Linked DNA regions of Pan troglodytes: all the other regions are linked to region 1. Evidence: chromatin contacts called from public Hi-C data. All regions are on one chromosome and are shown on one strand. Each heading gives the region's core, a stretch centred on a gene start, on an enhancer-like site or on the middle of the called end of the contact. The rest is flanking DNA. Distances are from core to core; before and after follow the strand shown. Region 1 holds the start of UBL3 (ubiquitin like 3). Region 2 overlaps SLC7A1 (solute carrier family 7 member 1). Region 3 has its middle 190 kb from the start of KATNAL1.

Region 1 (2,729 bases), core at 136-2,635:
TCTTCCTCAGGGTGATATAGGCCCTCAGGAGTGTTTGGAATTTCTCCACCCAGGCTACTCAAGAGGCAGGTACTCTAAATGTCCTGTGGGTTTCCATCTGATGAGAAACCCAACTGGAGAGATTGCTGTGGGGAATCACGTAGGCTTCTAGACAATGAGCTCCCTGAGGACAGTGACTGGATTCTGCCCCTTTTCAACAGCCCTATAGACAAGGATGTAATAACCCCCATTGCCAACCCAAGACCTTGGCATTTCTGCCACATGATGCTGCTGTTCGCTACAGTGACTCATTTTTAAACTCCTAGTGCCTAGCAGAGTGCCTGGCACATTTGTTTGCTGAATGAGAGAATGAGTAGTGACATTTCATATCAAATGATGCATTATTATTTACAAAGTGATTTATTTCCCATGCATGAACTCATCCTCATAACTACCCCTACTTTACCCCGGAAGGTAGGCAAGACCATTTTACAGATGAGGTCACACAGCTGTAGGTTGGAGAGGTGGCTTTCAGACTCTAAATTCGTTGGCATTTATATATAGGCATCATATTGAGACTGCCCATTCTAAAGTACTCTGTCAAAGGACTAAGAGAGATATGAATAGGGATTCAGATGTTGACCTCAGATTTAGGAACAAAATGCAGAATCACAAATGTCCATCTGAATGGTGTCTCAACAATGGCATTATTTTCTCCTATTTGCTAATCACTGCAAGGCATATAGGTTTTCAATTACATTATGAGTTACATAGAATAGAATTTAGGGTCCAGATGGGTAAACTGGTGAATCCCCATGAAGTTTGTAGTAGCTATTTCCTGATACAGATTTGATATAATAACACTGTTGTATGTAATACAGTTTTGGTAATTTCAGTTAAGTAGATTGTAGCTTTATTGCCCTGGGTCTTCAAGGAAACACATGTTCAAATATTCTCACTGCTTAATGAGATCCTTGTTCCTGTTGAACTTATGTGACCTTATTGGAAATCAATGATTGCTTTTGTTCTTCAAAATGTAATGTTGAGGAGACCTAGATGAAATCACTCTACAAAATGCATTGAGATTGCAGGATGTGGAGAATGTGCTGTAATTAAAATGAATGATTCTGCTTGGAGGTACAGCATATTTTAGCTCTGTGTGCATATCGTGCATAAGGGAATTTCTCTATGCAGAATTATTTTCTCCCAACAATTCTCATGATCACAGCACTCCTGGTAGCAGGTATCACTTAACTCCTGGGCAGCAGCTTGTCCAAATCAAGGGAAAGGGAGCTTTCCTTTCCTCGCAACTGTTGCTATGGGGGGCGTGGCTTCGGAGCTGGGTGAGGAGGCGTTCGGCGGCTCCCTCCCCCCACCAACCCTCGAAGACTACACTTCCCGTGATGCTCGAGGGAATGGTCTCCGTGGTGACGCACTTGGTGTCCGCGGAGGGAGGACGAGGACGGGGGCGGCGGCTGCTGCGAGGGGGGGTCCGGGCTCTCCCCGTTTCCCTTAGTCGCACTCAGGCAGCCGCCGCCGCTGCCGCCATGTTGGTTTGAGAGGCGATGACAGGAGGCGGCCGCGGCGTGTGGGACTGAAAAGTGAAGGAGGAGGAGGAGAAACAAAGCTCTGAGAGGAAACCATTCCCGGGCTGAGGAGAAGGAGGACCCGGCCTCTTCCGGGGACCAGCCGAAGTCGGCGTCGCCCGGAGCTCGCGAGGCCGGGGAGGGGAGGGGAAGGGAAGGCGGAGACCGGGGAGGCGGCGGCGGGGAAGGCGGAGGCAGAAGAGGAGCGGTGAGGAGCCGGAGACGATGCACCCCGACCCCAGCTGCTGTCCGGAGGCGCCCGCGGCCTGAGCCCAGAGGGGCTGTGGAGTGTCCCGGCCGGCCCCGAGCACCCCCGCGCTGTCGGTCCCCCGCTCCGGTCTTTCGCTTTGGCTTCCAACTAGTTAAATGCCCTTGAGCGCGGGTTTCCGCGGCCCGGCTCTTCGCCCCCGCGGCGCGAGTTGAGCCGTTTCCCCGCGCTGTCCGCGCGGGCGCTCCGAGAGCGGCTCTGCAGGGTCCGCGGCCAGCGTCCGGCCACCGCTCGGCCGCCACTCAAGGCTCACGCGTCGATGTGTAGCTACATAGTTATCTGTGTACATCCACGCTGGGGCATTTTCCTCCTGCTTAATGAGGACTTGACTCGGGAGCAAGTGTGAATCATTGCCGGGGCTGGGAAAGGAGGAAGGCGCATTTAACCCCCTCCCACCCCTCTCCATGTCCGTGTGTCACTCGGCTCGGTCCACCTGGCGCGGCCGGTCCTGGGGCTGCTGCTGCTGCTGCTGACGACGACGACGACGACGGGGGCTGCCTCTGCTGTCCCGGGAGTTTCTTCCTGCTCCGGCCACACAGCTCCTGGGGATTGTTCCTCTTCGAACCAGAACCTCGGCCTGACCGGCACTTTGGCTCCAAAATAACTTTATTTTTGGGGGAGAAAGCACATCACGAACCAGTCAAAATCGTGGTTTATTTCTGTAACGTGAAGACTTCTGCTCTTTTTTCTTTGTTTTTTTTTCGTAAACATCTGGGTGTATATCAAACGGCAAGATGTCCAGTAATGTCCCGGCGGATATGGTAAGTGACGGATAAGTTATGACACTGATTTAATTGTGGTTTCCAATCTTATTTAATCGGAAAGACGGCAGGCGTGGGGCGAAGATTTGCTGGGGACTGTCGAAAAGCCACTGTGCTGAGCGATTTGGAGAAGTT
Region 2 (2,729 bases), core at 63-2,562, 330 kb after region 1:
ACTGACCTTTTGACAAAAGGCAGAGGCCCGTTTGACAGAGGATGGGAGAGAATTTTTGAACAGTTTGCACTCTGGTTTTCATCTCAATGGGCGGAGCTTAGAACACACAGTATTCGAAAACCTTTTCTCCCCATTTCTGGACGTTTCCCTGAGTAGTCAAGGGCAGGCTGACACCTTCCTGCATGACACAGGCCAAGGGAGACCTCGCCAGTACCTGGAAATTTGGCGTCCATTTCTGAATTCTCTGGAAAACAAGTGTCCCTTATGATCAGTGTTTTATGAAATGTGCTGCCTCTTCCCCAGAGAGTATCAAGGGTGCTGCTGATGAAGCCACTTGCCCCTAAGTTTATACGTAATAGCAGACCCAGTGGAGTTTCATCTTGTCAGATGAGCGTCATCGCCGAGAGGACCATTTTGATAGATGAAATCAGTGGACTAATCTGAGCCGTGTAGGTGTTCCAGGGCCCCAGATGAAGGAAAGGAGAACCTAAAAGGAAGCTCGTGTGCACACTGTACCTGTGGTCTGTGTCTCCTCCTTTCGCGATTGCATTTCATAGCCCCGAGAGGTAGACGCCCGCCCCTTTCGCAATTGCATTTTGTAGCCCCAAAAGGCAGACGTCAGCCCACTGTACAGATGTAGAAGTGGAGGCCCAGGGAGGTGAAGCGAGGATGTGCACCCAGGGCAGTGGAGCGGCCTTGTGATTCCAGGGTTGTTTTTATGCCAAAGTAGCCAAGCTCCTTCCAGAGTCTGAGCAGAGCAGTGGGTCTTTTTGGCAAATTAGGGCATGTGAGATCAGTCACAGTTTCTAACACAGCGACTTGTCAAATAGCCATTGGTAAGGCACTTGACCTTCTTAAATGAATGAATTATTCACTAAGTTTTATTAGCATTTATGCCTTTAGCAAACTGTGCTTAGTTTTGTGGATTAATATTGTATGATAAAACACACCTATTTTTAAATTATGAAACATTTTCTTATGTGATTCTATACTCTTGAGAGTGACCACAGTGGTCAGATTGAGAGGCACTATACATCAGAATGTGACCAGTATATTTACAGGATTAAGGATTTGGAAATAGTCATTGTTTTCTCAGGCTTTACGTGGAATTTGATCATATTAAAGACTGGCCTTAATTTCCTTCCCCTGCTGATAGAGGGAGATCAAATCATGCTCTTTGAAGTGACTGTAAAGTACATGCCATTCACAAAATCCAGGATTTACCCTTTTCATTTGGTGGGAGTGGTAAATAAGTATTTGGTTTTCTAAAATCACCTCACATGGAAGAAATTAGTCTCAAGTTTCCCGTGAGTAGGAACATCGGCATTTGTGGCATGCACAGTTGGGCGCTGTTCTGATTATCCAAAAGGCCCTCCCTCATTGCTCTTTAATTTTGTGTTTTATTCTCCATTTAAATTTGTTTTAGTTGCAGTGATCTAGAGGGGCTTGAGAGATATTTGTGGAAAAATAATGGCTTTGTGTTTATATTTTAGCTTGTGTTGATTGCATGTGTTTTGAAAATATCCCAAAGCAGATGTAGCCAAGTTGTTTTTTAATGAGTACTTGACATACACACCCACGTGAATAGACACGTATACTCTCACAACGCTCACAAAAGATGTTCAAATAAGGGTGCAGGTTTTAATTCATTTTAAAGGCAAGGGACACAGTGAAGGGGCTGATACTATATTGTTTGAGAACAACTCTTCAGATTTCTTCCACGTGAAGTGACTTCACATGTGAAGAACTCTGCTTTCCTGCCCGCCTGCCTGGGTTAGGACGTCCTGTGAGTCCTCCCAGAGCACCAGACTTGCCCTTCTTTATCACCCAGCACTGTTGTCCACTAATGCCTGTGTCTTGGTGGGGTACACTCAGGAAGGCTGGGGACTGTGGTCTGCCCTGTTCAATAGTGAGTACCTAGAACCCAGTGATGGGCACACTCTGACCGGAGCTGGATGGGTGGAAGATGGGTAGATGGATAGATGCTGAATGGATGGATGGGTGGATTGGATGGATACATAGATGGATGAGATGGATGGGAGATGGGCAGATGGATGAGATGGATTGATGGATGGATGGTGAGTGGATGAATGGAAGATAGGTGGACAGATGGATTGATGGAGAATGGAGGGATCGATAGGATGGATGATGGATGGATGCACATGAGTCTGTGAATCAGCATGGTCTAGAGGAAGACACACAGGACTCAGAGTCATAAGAACCCAGTTCACATCCTTACACCCTATGCTTATGAACTGTGTGACCTTAGATGAGTCTCCTAACCTTTGTGAATGTTTACATCTATAATGTAGGGATGGCTTACAAAGTTGCCATTAAAATCACAAGAATGAAGGGATTCTCTATACAAATGTTAATGATGATTACTGTCTGTTGAGGACTGTGTCTGTGATTTAATCACAAGCTTAAAGGGAAGCTTGACTTCCCTTTAAGCTGTGTCTTTCCATGGGAAGGCCAGGGAGGGGGTGGGAGTAAAAGCAGCCCCCTTCGCTGCCCCGGATGGTGGGCGGCAGTGGTGGTCCTGGTTGTCATTGCATGCAGATGGCCCTCCACAGATCCTGGTGTCTGTCTCTTCCCAGCTGTGATGGCCTTCCTGTTTGACCTGAAGGACTTGGTGGACCTCATGTCCATTGGCACTCTCCTGGCTTACTCGTTGGTGGCTGCCTGTGTGTTGGTCTTACGGTATGTATGGCTTTTGGGGGTCTCATGAC
Region 3 (2,729 bases), core at 102-2,601, 260 kb before region 1:
GGGAAGTGATTAGGTCACCCTGATGAACGGGATTAGTGCCCTTATAGAAGAGATCCCAGGGAACGCTCTTCCTCCTTCTCCCAGGTAAGGACACAGCTAGGAGGCACCATCTATGAACCAGAGAGCAGGCTTTCCCCAGACACTGAATCAGCTGGCGCCTTGATCTGGGACTTCCCAGCCCCAAGAACTGTGAGAAATCAGTTTCTATTGTTTATAAGCTACCAGTCTAGGGCATTTTGCTATAGCAGCCTGACTATAGCAGCTGGATTAGGATTGCCATTTAGAGTTATAAGCTTTTTCAGATGTTCATATGAAGACATTTTACTTATCATTTGTTTTCATTAAATTAAGTAAATAAACATTTTTAAAGTTACTCAAACTGTGTTCTATGGTGCTTTAATTTAACTTTCTTATTCATTACCCTACTTATTCATTCCTTATTCCAGATAAAAGCCTTTGTGAAGGTCAGTGTTATGTATTTAATATATTTAAGAAAACGTTGCATTTATAACTCATTCATTCCTTGCCAAAGTATCCGTGGTTCCAGGAGAAAGAGCCAACGCGGCTATATTTGCCCCGCAGACAAGTAAGTGTTTCGTTGCCATTGGGTTCACGACATGCAGGTGCATAACATTCTCTGCCTGCACTTTCCGGGCCTTACTTACCATTCTTCCTTTCTATCGCATCTCCTTTCTTTCATTCCTTAAGCCTGTGGGAATCCTGCCACCAAGCCCTCTGATGGGAAAATGCGTCCACTGTTTTCTTTAGCTGAAAACTACCCCTAAACTACTGAAGGGGAAAGCCCAGCGCTGGGGAACCGGTGTCCGCCAGGGGGAGCCGTGGTTTCTGTCTGGGGACGCAGCGCTCCGGGCCAGCACCTGGCTGCGACGGCTGCGCGGGGACGCAGTGCGCGCGCCTCACGCGCCGCGAGCTGACTCAGGCTTGCAGGTTGCAGCGGCGCTCGCCTGCCTGGGCGCTGCGGCTCGCGGGGTGCCGGCCTGCAGCCAGGGGCACGGGGCCTGGCGCAGAGCCAGGCGACGAGCGACGGGGGCTTGAACCAGCTTGGGCCCCGCGACCTGCCCCGGCCGGGGGTGGACGGCGCGGCGCCGGGCAGCGAGCACCTGGGCGGGGACGCGCTCGGTGAACGGGGTCACAGAGTCACTAATGGCTCCCGCCACCCCCGCCGCCGCCGCCTCCCGCAGCCGCCCGCGCGGCGGAGGAAATGGACCTGCCAGAGGATTGATCTCCCTGGGAAATGGCTGCGTCGGCGCTGCGGTTCCAAGGAGTCTGGCAGCCTCGCTGCAGTGTCCTTCCAGAGCCATCCCCTGCAGCCCTCGTGCCTCTCTGCCCTTTTTTTCCTCTTACAAAAACAAAATGTTTCTAAATTTCCAGCCAGGGGGCCCTATCCTCAATAGATCTGTCATTCACTGGGGCCCTTGAAATCACGGGTCATTGCAAGCAATTTTCTAAACTTCGTTTTTAGCTGGGGAAACTCCCCAGGGTCTGTGGTCAAGGGAGAGCAGGGGTATTTAAAAGCTGACCCTTGTAACCCACTGCTCTCCCTTCTCCTTTGAAGATAAAGGGAGGGCGGGGTTCTGAACACTGACTCGAGGAAGTTTGGGAATTCTCGTGCCCACGTTCCTGCTAAGGAGTGGCTAGTGGAGCGTGAGAGCAGTTACTATGAGCCAGACCCGTGCTAAGCCTCACATTGAAGGCATTTCGTGCTCCAAGGAATCCGATCACTCTCATTTTACAGAGGACAAAATCAGGGCTCAGCGAGGCCTGGTCATTTGCCAAAGCTTACACACCTAGGCTCTGCCAGAGGCACCCTTGTCACTTAACTCCCCGACTGAGTCCCCTTAACCTCCACCCAGAGAGGAGAGGTTCCCGGAGTGGTTTAAGAGATAACAACTCCCCTATTGACGGGGGCGAGGAGTAGGCAAAGTGGGATCCCCAAGCCATTGCCAGAGACTTCCGGGTTCAAGAGTGGTTCAAGAGTCCTTGTGTATAAAAAGAGCAGATAAAGAGTTTGCTTCAGGCACTCTCAGCATCAAAGTCACCTAACATTTGCCCAGTTTAGGGGGTGGGGGAGTTTGGGGGTATATCAGTTTGCTAGGCATAGTATAATATCATAGACTGGGTGGCTTAGACAACAGACATAGATGTTCTCACTGTTCTGGAGGCTGGACGTCCGAGATAAAGATGTAGTCCGGGCGTGTTTCTCCAGGGCCTCCTTGGCTGCCTTTTGCTGTGTGCTCACATGGGTTTTCCTCTGTGCATGCACTTGTCTATGTCCAGATTTCCTCTTTGTATGAGGACACCAGTCAGATGGGATTAGGGCCTACTCTAAGACCTCATCTTAACTTAATTAACTCTGTAAAGCTCTTATCTCCAAATACAGTTACATTCTGAGGCACTAGACGGCAACAGGATTTTTTGGGGGGGGGTGGGGAGAGGGGTAAAATTCAGCCCTAAGAGAGGTCCAAATAAATGTTACTTGTAAGATACCACACCTTGAAAAATGTGTGTTCCTATTCCGTATGTAAATCAGTCAGGTTTTTATTTTTGCACATAAACATCTTTCCTAAGAACAGAGAGCCCTGAGAAAAATGCCCAAGCACTCTGTACTCTGTCTATTCATTGTTTTTTAGGAGTCATGAGTCTTTGGTTTGGCTCAAGCAAAATCATGTGTGAAATCCAATAAATGGGAAGTCTTTATTGCTCAACCA

What was found. A called contact is a pair of places that touch in the nucleus more often than the background predicts.
Region 2: a contact with region 1 is called in a Hi-C map of stem cell-derived neural progenitor cells, with 3 times the contacts expected there. The contact joins the enhancer-like site here to the promoter of UBL3 in region 1. A contact is called at or near these places in 1 of 7 Hi-C or Micro-C datasets (stem cell-derived neural progenitor cells) and 1 of 1 datasets of contacts at active chromatin or transcription factors (stem cell-derived excitatory neurons).
Region 3: a Hi-C map of stem cell-derived neural progenitor cells shows a contact between it and region 1, with 5 times the contacts expected there. The contact joins the enhancer-like site here to the promoter of UBL3 in region 1. A contact is called at or near these places in 2 of 7 Hi-C or Micro-C datasets (blood and stem cell-derived neural progenitor cells) and 1 of 1 datasets of contacts at active chromatin or transcription factors (stem cell-derived excitatory neurons).

Annotation. Positions count from the first base shown.
Region 1 is chr14:29,020,609-29,023,337 of NHGRI_mPanTro3-v2.0_pri, reverse strand. It overlaps UBL3 (ubiquitin like 3), which reads left to right and starts at 1,385. Exons shown (of 5, transcript XM_001139173.8): 1 at 1,385-2,594. The coding sequence starts at 2,568.
Region 2 is chr14:28,691,599-28,694,327 of NHGRI_mPanTro3-v2.0_pri, reverse strand. SLC7A1 (solute carrier family 7 member 1) reads left to right here. Exons shown (of 13, transcript XM_009426802.4): 9 at 2,598-2,700. Among named protein-coding and RNA genes, the nearest start is that of SLC7A1, 75 kb to the left of the region's middle. Within about 2 kb of position 1,312, at least 3 of the 24 cell types and tissues checked have an H3K27ac peak or open chromatin away from gene starts, as enhancers often do. A contact at or near this core is called in stem cell-derived neural progenitor cells, where this site is marked.
Region 3 is chr14:29,284,328-29,287,056 of NHGRI_mPanTro3-v2.0_pri, reverse strand. No RefSeq gene overlaps it. Among named protein-coding and RNA genes, the nearest start is that of KATNAL1, 190 kb to the left of the region's middle. Within about 2 kb of position 1,351, at least 16 of the 24 cell types and tissues checked have an H3K27ac peak or open chromatin away from gene starts, as enhancers often do. A contact at or near this core is called in stem cell-derived neural progenitor cells, where this site is marked.